2 separate regions of the Gossypium hirsutum genome follow, and region 1 is linked to region 2. A link is a contact called in public Hi-C data. All regions are on one chromosome and are shown on one strand. The core of a region is the stretch at or near the end of the contact, and the rest is flanking DNA. Distances in the headings are between cores, read along the strand shown. Region 1 holds the start of LOC107900952 (probable alkaline/neutral invertase F). Region 2 holds the start of LOC107900270 (myb-related protein 308).

Region 1 (6,103 bases), core at 243-2,742, 210 kb before region 2:
AGTTTGTACCCTACATTTTATATTGTTACACCAATGAATAATATGCATTTCTTACGCCAACATACGGATGGCTTGAACCTATTCTATTTTACATGTACAATTATGGCATCCACAATATACATATGCCATGTCTCCATCGAATAAATTTAATCCCTCTATATTGACAATTGCACCGCTCGGGTATATTTTATGCATTTTCAGATTGCCGGGCCAATGAGCATACCACCCATTAAATCAAAAAGAAAACTTAAACGAACCAACCATGAATAGAAACACCATCTGCCAATGCATTATTAAGGGTACAAATGAATTTCAATAGCCTCACAAGACACCATATATTCCCAAGTCGTAGGGCCAATAATTGTATCCTCCATAAAAGTACAAGACAATTTTTGGGTACGTTCCCTATAACTTACCACCCATTTTTTTTACAACAACTACTACCTACAGGGGTGGCCTACAAATAGTCTCGAGGCATGGTCACTTTCTAACCTATCTCTCGACTAGGAGGGGGACTATTGTTATATCCCCCAATTTGGACCTGGTTGGACCCTCCATTAGGCCCTTACCCCTCCTATAAGTACCCCAAGATACCACTTAGTAAAGGGATTCCTCTCCACTCAAAACCCTAATTCACTAAGCAATAATCCTGACTCTCTCTACCTGTCCAACTTTTGACCTTAAAATGGGTGAACTGACCTCTTTCGATTCTATCCCTCATTTTTATCAATTTCCATTCATACCATGCATTAATAGACACATGAAGAGCTATTTTATAACTTCTATAGAGATGAGGTTCCAGTCAAATCTGTGATGCACAAGTGTGTAGTGCACTTCGTTTCCAGACATAAGCAACATTCAAACTGTAAACAACATCTAAGGTGACTAAGGGTGAGTTTGGATGGGCGATTGGGTGCGGTGCGGTGCGTTTAGCTTACTTTTTCTCTCACGCTACAGTATCGCTACAGTATCTAATCTCACCTCCACCGCTGTTTTTACACTAACCGCAGGTCAACGCACCGCCCATCCAAACCCACCCTAAAGTTCATGGGTTTCAAATTTTATTTTATTCTTTTTTTATAAAATTTTAATTATTTTCTACAATTTTAGGAATTTTTAAATGCAATTTTATAAAATCTTATACTTTCATCGAAAAATAATTTTTTAATAAATTTATTTTTTAAAATTTTTATCTGTTTTAATTTTTTAGAAAATGGAAGAGTTTATGGGTTTGTTTGTGTTCCCTTTGGCGCCCAAAGCCAACGGCCTCCAAGGTCCCACGATAACTCCTCTCGCCACCAAAAACTGAAAGAAGTTCACAAACAATTTTGTTAATCTCTAAAACGCCCGTACATTATGAACTTCCAACTTGTCACCCAGGGCACGAAATGACGAGGGGCAATTTCGTAGATAAACTAAGTATTGAGACCTATTCTAAAACAACTTCCACACTTTAAAATTTTTTTTCCAGCCTCCAAAACGAACCACAATTCGGTACCCAATCGCTCACGCCCTTTAGGCTTCCATCTCTGATCCATTTTTGCATTATTTTCTTTGTCCGTATCTCACTATTCTCTCCAGCAGTTTCAGTTTCTACGAAACGAAGAGGAAGACCTGAGAAAGGTATATTGTGCAATTGTGCTGCTGATATTTGATTCTCTTCTTTAAGAATGTCAACTTTGAGAGCTCCGTGTGATCTTTTAGAAGATGTAAAGGAAGCAGAGGCGGTTCCTGCGCTTTATTTTACTCTTTCAGTCGGAGATAGTGAGAAAGGACTTGGAGATTCATCGGAAAAAGAGGTGAAATCGGCTGACTTTTTTATCGTTCTTAAACACGAAGGAGAGTGCACCGTGACGCCTATCGAAGAACAACCTTCGGAGACTACCACGGAGAAAGGAGCTGACGACGCGAGTGAGAAATCTTTTGATTTTATCATGTTTGAGAAGTCTAAAATTACCGAGAAATCCCTGTGTTCACAAAATGAAGAGGAAGAAGCTCTTGAATCTCCTGAGGAAGCTTCGCAAACTGAAAATGTAAAATGGACGGATAATGGAAAGACTTCTCTAGAATCAAACCAGCGAGAGAGTCCAAAAATATCAACAGAAATATTTCAAGACACAATCGGAAAAGAAGAGTCATCCAAATTGGAGGAAGAAAATGAATCGACTGACAAACTTGATAAGCCGATGAAGACGTTGAGAGTGCAGAGCAACGAGAACATATCCAAATCCAATAATGCAAACGTGGCGCAGATGTCACTGAAGCCGTCTCCTAGCGTAGGTTCGAGTCTCGAGAACTTGGAACTCGACAGTTTATTGCCTGCGGTCAGATCCGTCGATAGTCCTCTAGGGAGTACAGAAAACGGTGCGATGTTGGAAGAAGCGTGGGAGGGACTACAAAAATCTTACGTATATTACAAAGGCAAGCCAGTCGGTACGCTCGCTGCTATGGATCCTATCGCCGAGGCTTTGAATTACAATCAGGTATATTATGTTTAATTCTTTGTCTTCATTTTTGTTTTCTTTTGATTTTTCAAATCCTGATATCTCCCTTGTTTTGTTATATTATCATTTTCTTTTGTTTGGCTATTTTGCAATGAAGCTTCATTTGTCTTAGGTGTTTTCTCAACGGTCTTTCTTTAGCCTTCAAATCCATGCTTGTTAGAATCCATTTTATCTTCAGAATTTTGCTTACTGCTATTCGCTTTCGCTATAGCATTTTGAGGCATTTTCTGTTTTTGTGAATGGTGTTAAGGAGATTCCTGTTTTACATGCATGATAATCATCTATATCTATTTCTTACGCTTATTTTCCATCCATGATAATCATCTATATCTATATCTAATTCTTCGTCTTATTCTTTTACTTATATAACTTCGGTTCCTGTTATTTGATTTGCTATGAAAGTTCTTGTGCCTTTTAGTTCTGTGATCTTTTCGTCTTCACCTGGCAAATATGTGGTCTAATGTACACTTCTTGACTTGCCCTTCATATATCTGCACATTTCGTGGTAATGCCGGAGGAACTAATTAATTATTATATTATATTGTGAGTGGCATAAGTCGTTACGTCTTCAATTTTTATTTTAAAACAAACGAGGACGAGAGTTTTCCATACAGGTGAAGATTAACGATCTTTGTAGATGCCTTTGAGAGGAATTACCGTACGTCATTGTTACATAGCCACAGACTAAAAACATGCATGATTGCTTGATCAAATTCATAGTGCTGCTGTTTTTCTGAGTTTGATAGCTAGCCCATAATGTTATGATTTCAATGAAGTTAAAAGCCTTATTGCAGGGGTGCCCTATTGAACTCAGTCAATATTCTTGGCCCATTCTTATATTGCAGGTTTTCATAAGAGACTTCGTTCCCAGTGGCTTAGCCTGTCTAATGAGACCTGCCAATGCTGGTGGCGAGCCAGAGATAGTAAAGAACTTTCTGTTAAAGACTCTCCACCTTCAAGGTTGGGAGAAAAGAATTGACAATTTTACACTTGGGGAAGGTGTCATGCCTGCAAGTTTTAAAGTTCTTTACGATTCGCATAGGCAGAAGGAAACCTTGGTTGCAGATTTCGGTGGTAGTGCAATAGGAAGAGTTGCACCTGTTGACTCTGGGTTCTGGTGGATCATATTGCTAAGGTCGTATATCAAATGCACGCATGATTATACGCTTTCAGAACTACCTGAGGTGCAGAGAGGAATGAAGCTGATACTTAACCTTTGCCTTTCAGATGGTTTTGACACTTTTCCTACACTTCTGTGTGCAGATGGGTGTAGCATGATTGATAGGAGGATGGTGAGTCTTCTAGTTATTATAGAAGTTTCCTTCAACTTTATATAGAAGTACTTGTTTGAAAACAAGATCGGGAATTAGACTGGTTATTGTCACAACTGCTCCAAGTGTTAAGCGTATTTGCCAATCTAAGCCACTTCGAATCTTCTTCTATTTTCGTTGTTCAAGTACCCTTAGATCCTGTGATCAGTCTCTGCATGATTTTGTTCTGGTCCTAGTCTAGTATCGGACGACAAAATGGCTTTCCCCCTAAATTCTTGCTTGTTTTTGTGAATGAGTAATGTAATGTAGTTCATATATCATTGTTTGAACTCATTTTATTCACTACGGGGCAAAGCTGGAAATTTTATATTGGGGAGCTAGAATTGAATTGTAAATTCTTTTGGGGCCAATACACAAAATTTACCATTTTATTAGTTATAACTTTACAAATTTTAAGAGCCTAAAAGGGAAATTTTACCAAACCAAGGGGGCCAAGGCCCTTGCCTTCCCCCTGGTGCCGCCCCTGCTGCAATGCCTTGAGTTGTTTTGATATTTGGTCGGTCGGTCCTGCTCTTTGTCTTCTTTTTACCCTCATTGCTCTGAACTAAGTTTAATTAGTGGAATTTAATGTGCTTCCTTTTTGGGCAGGGAATTTATGGGTACCCCATTGAGATTCAAGCACTCTTCTATTTTGCACTGAGGTCTTCTAGGCAGATGCTAAAACCAGAGCGAGATGGCAAGGAACTAATTGAGCGTATCGATAAGCGCATCAGAGCTCTCAGTTTTCACATCCAAAAATACTACTGGCTTGATTTCACACAGTTAAACAACATATATCGCTACAAAACTGAGGAGTATTCCCACACTGCTGTCAACAAATTTAATGTCATCCCAGAATCTATTCCTGATTGGGTGTTCGATTTTATGCCCTTACGTGGGGGATATCTGATTGGTAATGTCAGCCCAGCTCGAATGGATTTCCGCTGGTTTTTGGTTGGAAACTGCATTGCAATCTTGAGTTCACTAGCTACACCTGCACAAGCAACAGCAATTATGGATTTGATTGAGGAGCGATGGGAGGACTTAATAGGAGAGATGCCTTTGAAGATAGTTTATCCAGCTTTGGAGGGTCATGAATGGAGAACTGTCACTGGGTTTGATCCAAAGAACACACGGTGGAGTTACCACAATGGTGGATCATGGCCAGGTATTTGTCACGTACTTATAGTTCCATAGTAAGTTATTTGCATAGTTCAATGATATAAGTTGCCTTGTCGCATCATATGATATTGCTTTTAGCTGGATCATTTATATTTCCAGTGCACAACAGGCAAGCTCGAGATCCTGTAGCCTTCGAGGATTAACCAGCATAATCTTATGATTAGACTTAGTAGGGTGTCGAACCTTCTTTGTATTAGACGAGGGATTGTCCTTCTTGCATTTGGGAGAGGTACCGGTGTCGTCCTCGTCCCTTAGGCAAGGTGTTTAGCCGAGGCTTTGGTGGTTTTCGGCCTTTCTTAATCTTAGGCCCAACAGTGTTAATAGATTGCATCCAACGAATTTAGAATGCTCAAGAATGAAATGAATATGAACATTTGGTTTCCTTGAAAATGATTTATTTGTAAAGTTCCTTGACCTGGTGTATTGAACATTGTCCATGCAGTTCTGATATGGCTACTCACAGCAGCGTGTATCAAGACTGGAAGGCCTCAAATTGCAAAACGAGCCATAGAGCTGATTGAACAACGCCTTTCCAAAGATGGGTGGCCTGAGTACTATGATGGCAAGACCGGGCGTTATGTTGGGAAGCAAGCAAGGAAATATCAAACATGGAGCATCTCTGGCTACTTGGTCGCTAAGATGTTGATTGAGAACCCAGCCAATCTCCCCATCATCTCTCTTGAAGAAGATAAAAAGATTGCCAAGCCAAAGCTCACCCGCTCTATCTCATTCTAGAAAACAACTGCATCCGACAGACAGGGATTTTCATTTTATTGCACACATATAATTCTTTTTGCAACTGGGATGGTTCGAAAATATCCAAAATTCCAAATGCTCATATTGACACTGTTTGAGCTGTATAGTTAAAGCGAGCAATAGATTGTCAAAAGTCAAAACCAGAACCAAGTAGCCCTGCTCCGTGAGTACGTAACAGTAAACTACAACAGGTTGTAAGAAAAGAAATAATACCTAGGGCCCAAAATCATTGGATAAGTAAAAATGTAGCAGATAAATTGGAAAGAGAACAATGGCCCGGCCCCCAGTGCGCCGCTCTTTCTCTCTTCAGACGCTTAACCGCCAAGGAAAAGAACCACCGAGGCAAATAAG
Region 2 (5,971 bases), core at 2,364-4,863:
CATCCTCACTGCCTCTCTTGTGCACCCTCTTTCTATCCAATAAAGTTGATGGACTCATTCCGAAGGTCAACAACCATAAGCGGATTCCTTACCAGACTACCACAGCGTCTTTCATCTATGTTTTGATGCCATATACCTTCACCATGGTGTCCTCCCAAAGGACAAGTCGATACCGCCATCGCGGTAAATACCATTTTATTGTTTCATTTCCTGAAACCTCCTCTCATTGTCTCCATTACACCACCTAACATTGATGCTCGAACACCATAGTGTCCTCTCCGCAACGTCCAAAGCTTTGCCTAATGCGGTAACTAATAGGTTTCTAATTTAAAACCGAACAAATTAAAATAAAATTAGTACCACTATAAATACTATTATAGAAGGCCGGAATTAGGGGGTTGGCACCTCTAAAATGGAAATTTTTCCATTTAAGCTCTTAAAAATTTTTAAAATTTTAAATTAGTAAAGGTAAAATTGCACTTTAGCCCTCCTAAAAATATAAAATTTTGATTTAATCCTTTAAAAATTATAAAGATATAATGGTGAAAATACATTTTTGCTATCGTAAAAATTACAATTTAATTTCGACCCCTAAAAAAATTTTCTAATTTCTCCCCTACTATTATAAATTAAAAGAACAACACTAACTTACCTACTGAATATTAATACTAAATAAAGATTGAAAAAGAGTGGCTTTATAATGAAAAAAGAAAGAAGGAAAGATTGGTTTTATGACAAAAAAATAAATGAAAGATCAGTTTTAGGTTTAGGGTGTAAAGAATGGGTTTGATTTGTAAAGAACCCTCTTGCGAAGGCTTAAAAAAGACTAAATCTACTCCTATTTTCCATGCAAAACATGTTGGTTTTACATGGTATGAATGTTTAAATATTTTTTTTAATTGAAAATAAGTTGAGGCATTTGGTTCTTGGAATCCCAGGTTCAATCTCCACCGCATGTAATTTAATTTATCATGTGTGGGTTGGATTATATTTCAATTCTTCATTTATTTATTTTTATTCTACTTTCTAATTACTTTGGCATATATTTATAATTATAATATTTTTACTTCTAATTTTGGAATATATTTTTTAAAAGGTTAATAAATTTTGATTATAAATCAGTTGAAAAAGAAAATTGTTCACTACAAGGGGAGATCATAGTTGGCTTACCAATGAAGTATACCATAGAAAAGTTGTAAATTTTAAATTTTAAATTTTATAACTGTTAATGTAATCTTTAAAAAGTAATTTCATAATTGATCTAAATTTTAGAATTGAAATTCTTAATAATGAGTATAATCCAGTTCTTAGGTTAACATGTTTCAACTGCCATGCTATTTCTATATTCTCATATACAATATGTATTGAGTTAGTGGGTCTTTATTGATACATCCTTAATGTATAAATTTATACATGAACGATAAATAATAAACCGACACCCTTAAAACCAATTTAAATAAATAAATTTTAGCAGAAAATACTAAATAATTCATTATAAGTGTACATATTTATATATCAACAGTATATTAAGTATAAACATCAAATTAATTTTACAATTCATTATTAACATTGGATTAAATTTTAAATATAAATGTCAAATTATGTAATATGGTTGGATGATTAGGGTTAGGCTTGCAACCATTCTCTTTTGAAATTGCCACTGCCATTGCTCTCGACTTCTCCTCAAATGGCTGATTTGATCTTCCCCCAGATTTGTTCTCGCCTACTCCACTGCACATGACCTCCTCTCATGTGGCTGATTCCAATAAAGGAAGTGGCCCAGCCGTAATCATGCGTGGATCCATCAATTTGTCCTTTTGAAGCTTTGAGGAACCTTTCTTGAAGCTGCAAAGGAAAGGCCAATCACAAATATATAACATCACTTTGGCTGCTCGGTCCTGTTTCTGTTTTCTTTTTCTCCTTCGGATCCGTACCCTCATTCTTCCGAGAAAGGAATCTAGATTCTTTTTTTTAGCGAATCTAGATGTTAATTAAAAAAAGAAAAAGAAGAAGGTAAGCACGTGAAATCTAAGATTCAACCAAGTCTTTTGAGAGAAAATTCCGTTTGACCTTCTAACGTAATTAATTAATAACAACGATATGCCACTTTTGTTTTTATTTCTATTTTGTTAATATATGCCATTACACCCTATACATCTATAGAATTTGAGATTTAGTCCTTATATTTTAAAAATTTAAAATTCAATCCCCTTATTTTTTCAATTTAAAAATTTTAGTCCAATCATTATAATAGTTGATATTTTCTGTTAAAATTTTTCAATTTAATGTAGTTATTTTCCGTCAATCATATGACACGTCACATGAAGACAACTTAATCAACATGTCAAATTGATAAATTTTGGTAAAAAGTACTTAAAATTTTAATGATGTGACTAGAATTTTCAAATCAAAATAGTTTGAAAATTTTTAAATATATTAATTAAATCTTAAATTTTTTAAAATTACCGACATTAACAGGATATTTTAATATATGCATGCATACATACATGCATATTTTTTTTCCCAATCAGATGAGCAACGATTCAGCGAAAGCATCCAACTGCAGTTGATCTTCGTTTGCCTTCAAAAGCTGAAGATACTCTTCGTAAAGCTTCTCTAGAGAATTATCACCTTCACTTGATGGCACACGAGGGTGGCACCCCGACTCTGAAAGAAACCCGGTCCCGTTTTCACCATGGCTTACATATTCTGACCAAGGGCCTTGTATAACCTGGGTACCTATACCCTCTTCTCCTTGGCTCGAACACACTGTGCTAAACGTATTGCATTGGTCGAAGCTGTCGTTTCTTGGAAAATAAATTGAAGTTGCCTTACTGGGTTTTGGGAGATGGACTTTTGGTATCACTGCAGGCTCAAGTGTTGTCTTTGCTTTCTTCGGATTCTGCTTGTTATTGCTGCCTCTGCTGTTCTTTCTCTTGCTCACTTGTTGAACTACTGGCTTTGGTAGCTTCTTGTGGGTATTGGGGTCGATTCCTTGGCTTAGAAGTCTTTTGCTCAGATAGGTGTTCCAGTAGTTTTTAATCTCGTTATCGGTTCGACCAGGGAGCCTCCCGACAATGAGAGACCAACGATTGCCGAGAAGAGAATGTAATCTGATGATGAGATCGTCTTCATCTGTGGATATATTCCCTCTTTTAATATCTGGTCTTAGATAGTTCATCCATCTCAGCCTGCAACTCTTTCCACACCTGAGTAGCCCTGCAAGTTTCACAGATTTGGCAAGAAAAATGGAATCATTTTAGTTTCAAACCAAGTACTAGTGCCTGCCTTGTGGATTTGTAAGTTAAAATTGAGGAATTTAGCTACCAGCTTTCTTAGGAAGTGATCTCCAGTGACCTTCACCATGAGTTTGAACGTAGTTGATAAGCAATGTGTCTTCTCTCGGAGTCCATGGACCTCGATGCAACCCAACTTTTGTACAACAAGGAGCCCTTCCCATCTCTCTCTCTTTCCCTTTGTTTATAGGAAACTCGACGAGTCAGCTCACTCACTCTCTCTTTCTCAAATACTTAACAAGCATTGAAACACTTGAGAGACATGAGAGAAGGGAAACAAGGAAGCAAGATAGAGATAGGGATGCTCCAAGGACCACGAGTCCCAAAATATTTGGCTTATCCCTTTTAAAACCGTTAAAAATTATGAATGTGGATTATTTACATCAAACGTCTCCAACCATGACTCAACTTTTAAATTATTCTCTAAACTTTGAAATATTTTTATTTAGTACTAAAGTATCAGTATCAATTTTCTTTTCTATAACAATTTTATTGAATGAGAAAATAAAAGAGTTACAAGCAACACCTTAATTAGAAAATAAATCCCCAAAAGCAACAGCTTGGACAATGAAATATGCCACATGGAACTCCTAAACTTTCCCAAAAACTTTGCCAACTAAATAGCCAATGACTTGGCCTCCCAATACTCGTGTCAGAAAAACCAACTACTCCTACCCTTCAAATAGGTTTCACCACCTCTTCATAGGTGTTCAATAGTCTCCTATGTCAAAGAAAAATATGTAGTACCTATTATCAACTTCAACATTCCTTTCAGGGTATCCAATTCAAATTTTAAGAAATTTATTTTCTTTCAATAAGCGAATTTGAAAAAATTTAAGGTATAATAACTATAAAAATAAGGGTTTCTTTTAATAAAATTTGTGAAAAATGTCGCCTAATCCGTAGGAGGGGACGAATTATCGTAATTTGTTTTAACCCGGGACATAAATAAAGACAAGGATAATCTTTCTATTCTAAAAAGAACTCCTGAAAGAAAAGAAACTAATTTTAAAGAAAGCGATAAACAAATAAAAATAGATCTATTTTGACATGAAATGGATATATCTATATATCTCTGACTTATCTTTATGAAATGATAAAATATGGCAAAACCTATACCAAAAGTTGGTTCACGTAGGAATGGGCGCAGTAGTGCACGGATAAGTGCACGTAGAATACTAAAAGGAGTTATTCATGTTCAAGCAAGTTTCAACAATACCATTGTTACTGTTACAGATGTACGAGGTCGGGTAATCTCTTGGTCCTCTATCGGCACTTGTGGATTCAAGGGTACAAGAAAGAGTGCCCCTTTTGCTGCTCAAACCGCAACAGGAAATGTTATTCAAGCAATAGTAGAACAAGGTATGCAACAAGCAGAAGTTATGGTAAAGGGTCCTAGTCTCGAAAGAGATGCAGCATTACGACCTATCATAGAAGTGGTATACTGTTAAGCTTCCTACGGGATGTAACCCCTATGTCACATAATGGCTGTAGACCCCCTAAAAAAGACATGTATAGAAATAAACACTAAAGAGATTTCAAGAAAAATAAATGATTCAATGGTCTAATCAAATAAAATAATATTACTATGGTTTGAGAGAAAGTAAAAGTCTCTACTTCGACTCAGACACGACATTGGAAGTGTGTTGAATCAAGAATAGATAGTAAGCGTCTTTATTATGGATGATTTATTTTGTCTCCACTTATGAAAGGCCAAGCCAACACAATAGGCATTGCGATGCGAAGAGCTTTGCTTGGAGAACTAGAAGGAACATGCATTACATGTGCAAATCTAAGAAAATACCACATGAATATTCTACCATAGTAGGTATTCAAGAATCAATCCATGAAATTTTAATGAACTTGAAAGAAATTGTATTGAAAGGGAATTTGTATGAAACTTGTAATTCCTTTATTTGTGCCAAGGGTCCCGGATATGTAACTGTTCAAGACATCATCTTACCACCTTCTATGGAAATTGTTGATAATACACAGCATGTAGCCAGCCTAACCGAACCAATTGATTTGTGTATTGGATTACAAATCAAGAGAAATAGAGGATACGGTATAAAAATGCCAAAGAACTTTCACAATGGAAGTTATCCTATAGATGTTGTATTCATGCCTGTTCGAAATGCGAATCATAGTATTCATTGTTATGGGAATGATAATGAAAAACATGAGATGCTTTTTTCTAGAAATATGGACAAATGGAAGTTTAACTCCAAAAGAAGCATTTCATGAAGCCTTTCACAATTTGATTGATTGATTGATTGATTCTTTTTCTACATGCGGAAGAAGAAAACTTACATTTAGAAAACAATCAACACAATGTTACTTTACCTTTTTTTCCGTTTCATGATAGATTAGTTAAACTAGTAAAAAATAAAAATGAAATAGCATTGAAATATATTTTTATTGACCAATCAAAATTGCCTCCCACGATCTATAATTGTCTCAAAAAGTCCAATATACATACATTATTGGACCTTTTGAATAATAGTCGAGAAGACCTTATAAAAATTGAACACTTTCACATAGAAGATGTAAAACAAATATTGGGCATTCTAGAAAAGAAGTAGAAAAAGCATTTTGAAATTGATCTATCAAAATTTTTAATCCAATGGATTTTGAACCTTCAGCACAATCCATAGATTCGGACCAGAATTGAATAA

Evidence for each region. Hi-C and Micro-C count contacts between places; a contact is called where the count stands out from the background.
Region 1: a contact with region 2 is called in a Hi-C map of leaf, with 3 times the contacts expected there. The contact joins the promoter of LOC107900952 here to the promoter of LOC107900270 in region 2. A contact is called at or near these places in 2 of 34 Hi-C or Micro-C datasets (both in leaf).

Annotation. Positions count from the first base shown.
Region 1 is chrD08:49,144,699-49,150,801 of Gossypium_hirsutum_v2.1, reverse strand. LOC107900952 (probable alkaline/neutral invertase F) reads left to right here and starts at 1,492. Exons shown (of 5, transcript XR_005916764.1): 1 at 1,492-2,483; 2 at 3,350-3,796; 3 at 4,424-4,982; 4 at 5,439-6,103.
Region 2 is chrD08:48,939,589-48,945,559 of Gossypium_hirsutum_v2.1, reverse strand. It overlaps LOC107900270 (myb-related protein 308), which reads right to left and starts at 3,613. Exons shown (of 2, transcript XM_016825942.2): 1 at 3,328-3,613; 2 at 2,288-3,219. The coding sequence starts at 3,460. The coding sequence ends at 2,528. It also overlaps the pseudogene LOC121220349 and the pseudogene LOC121220350.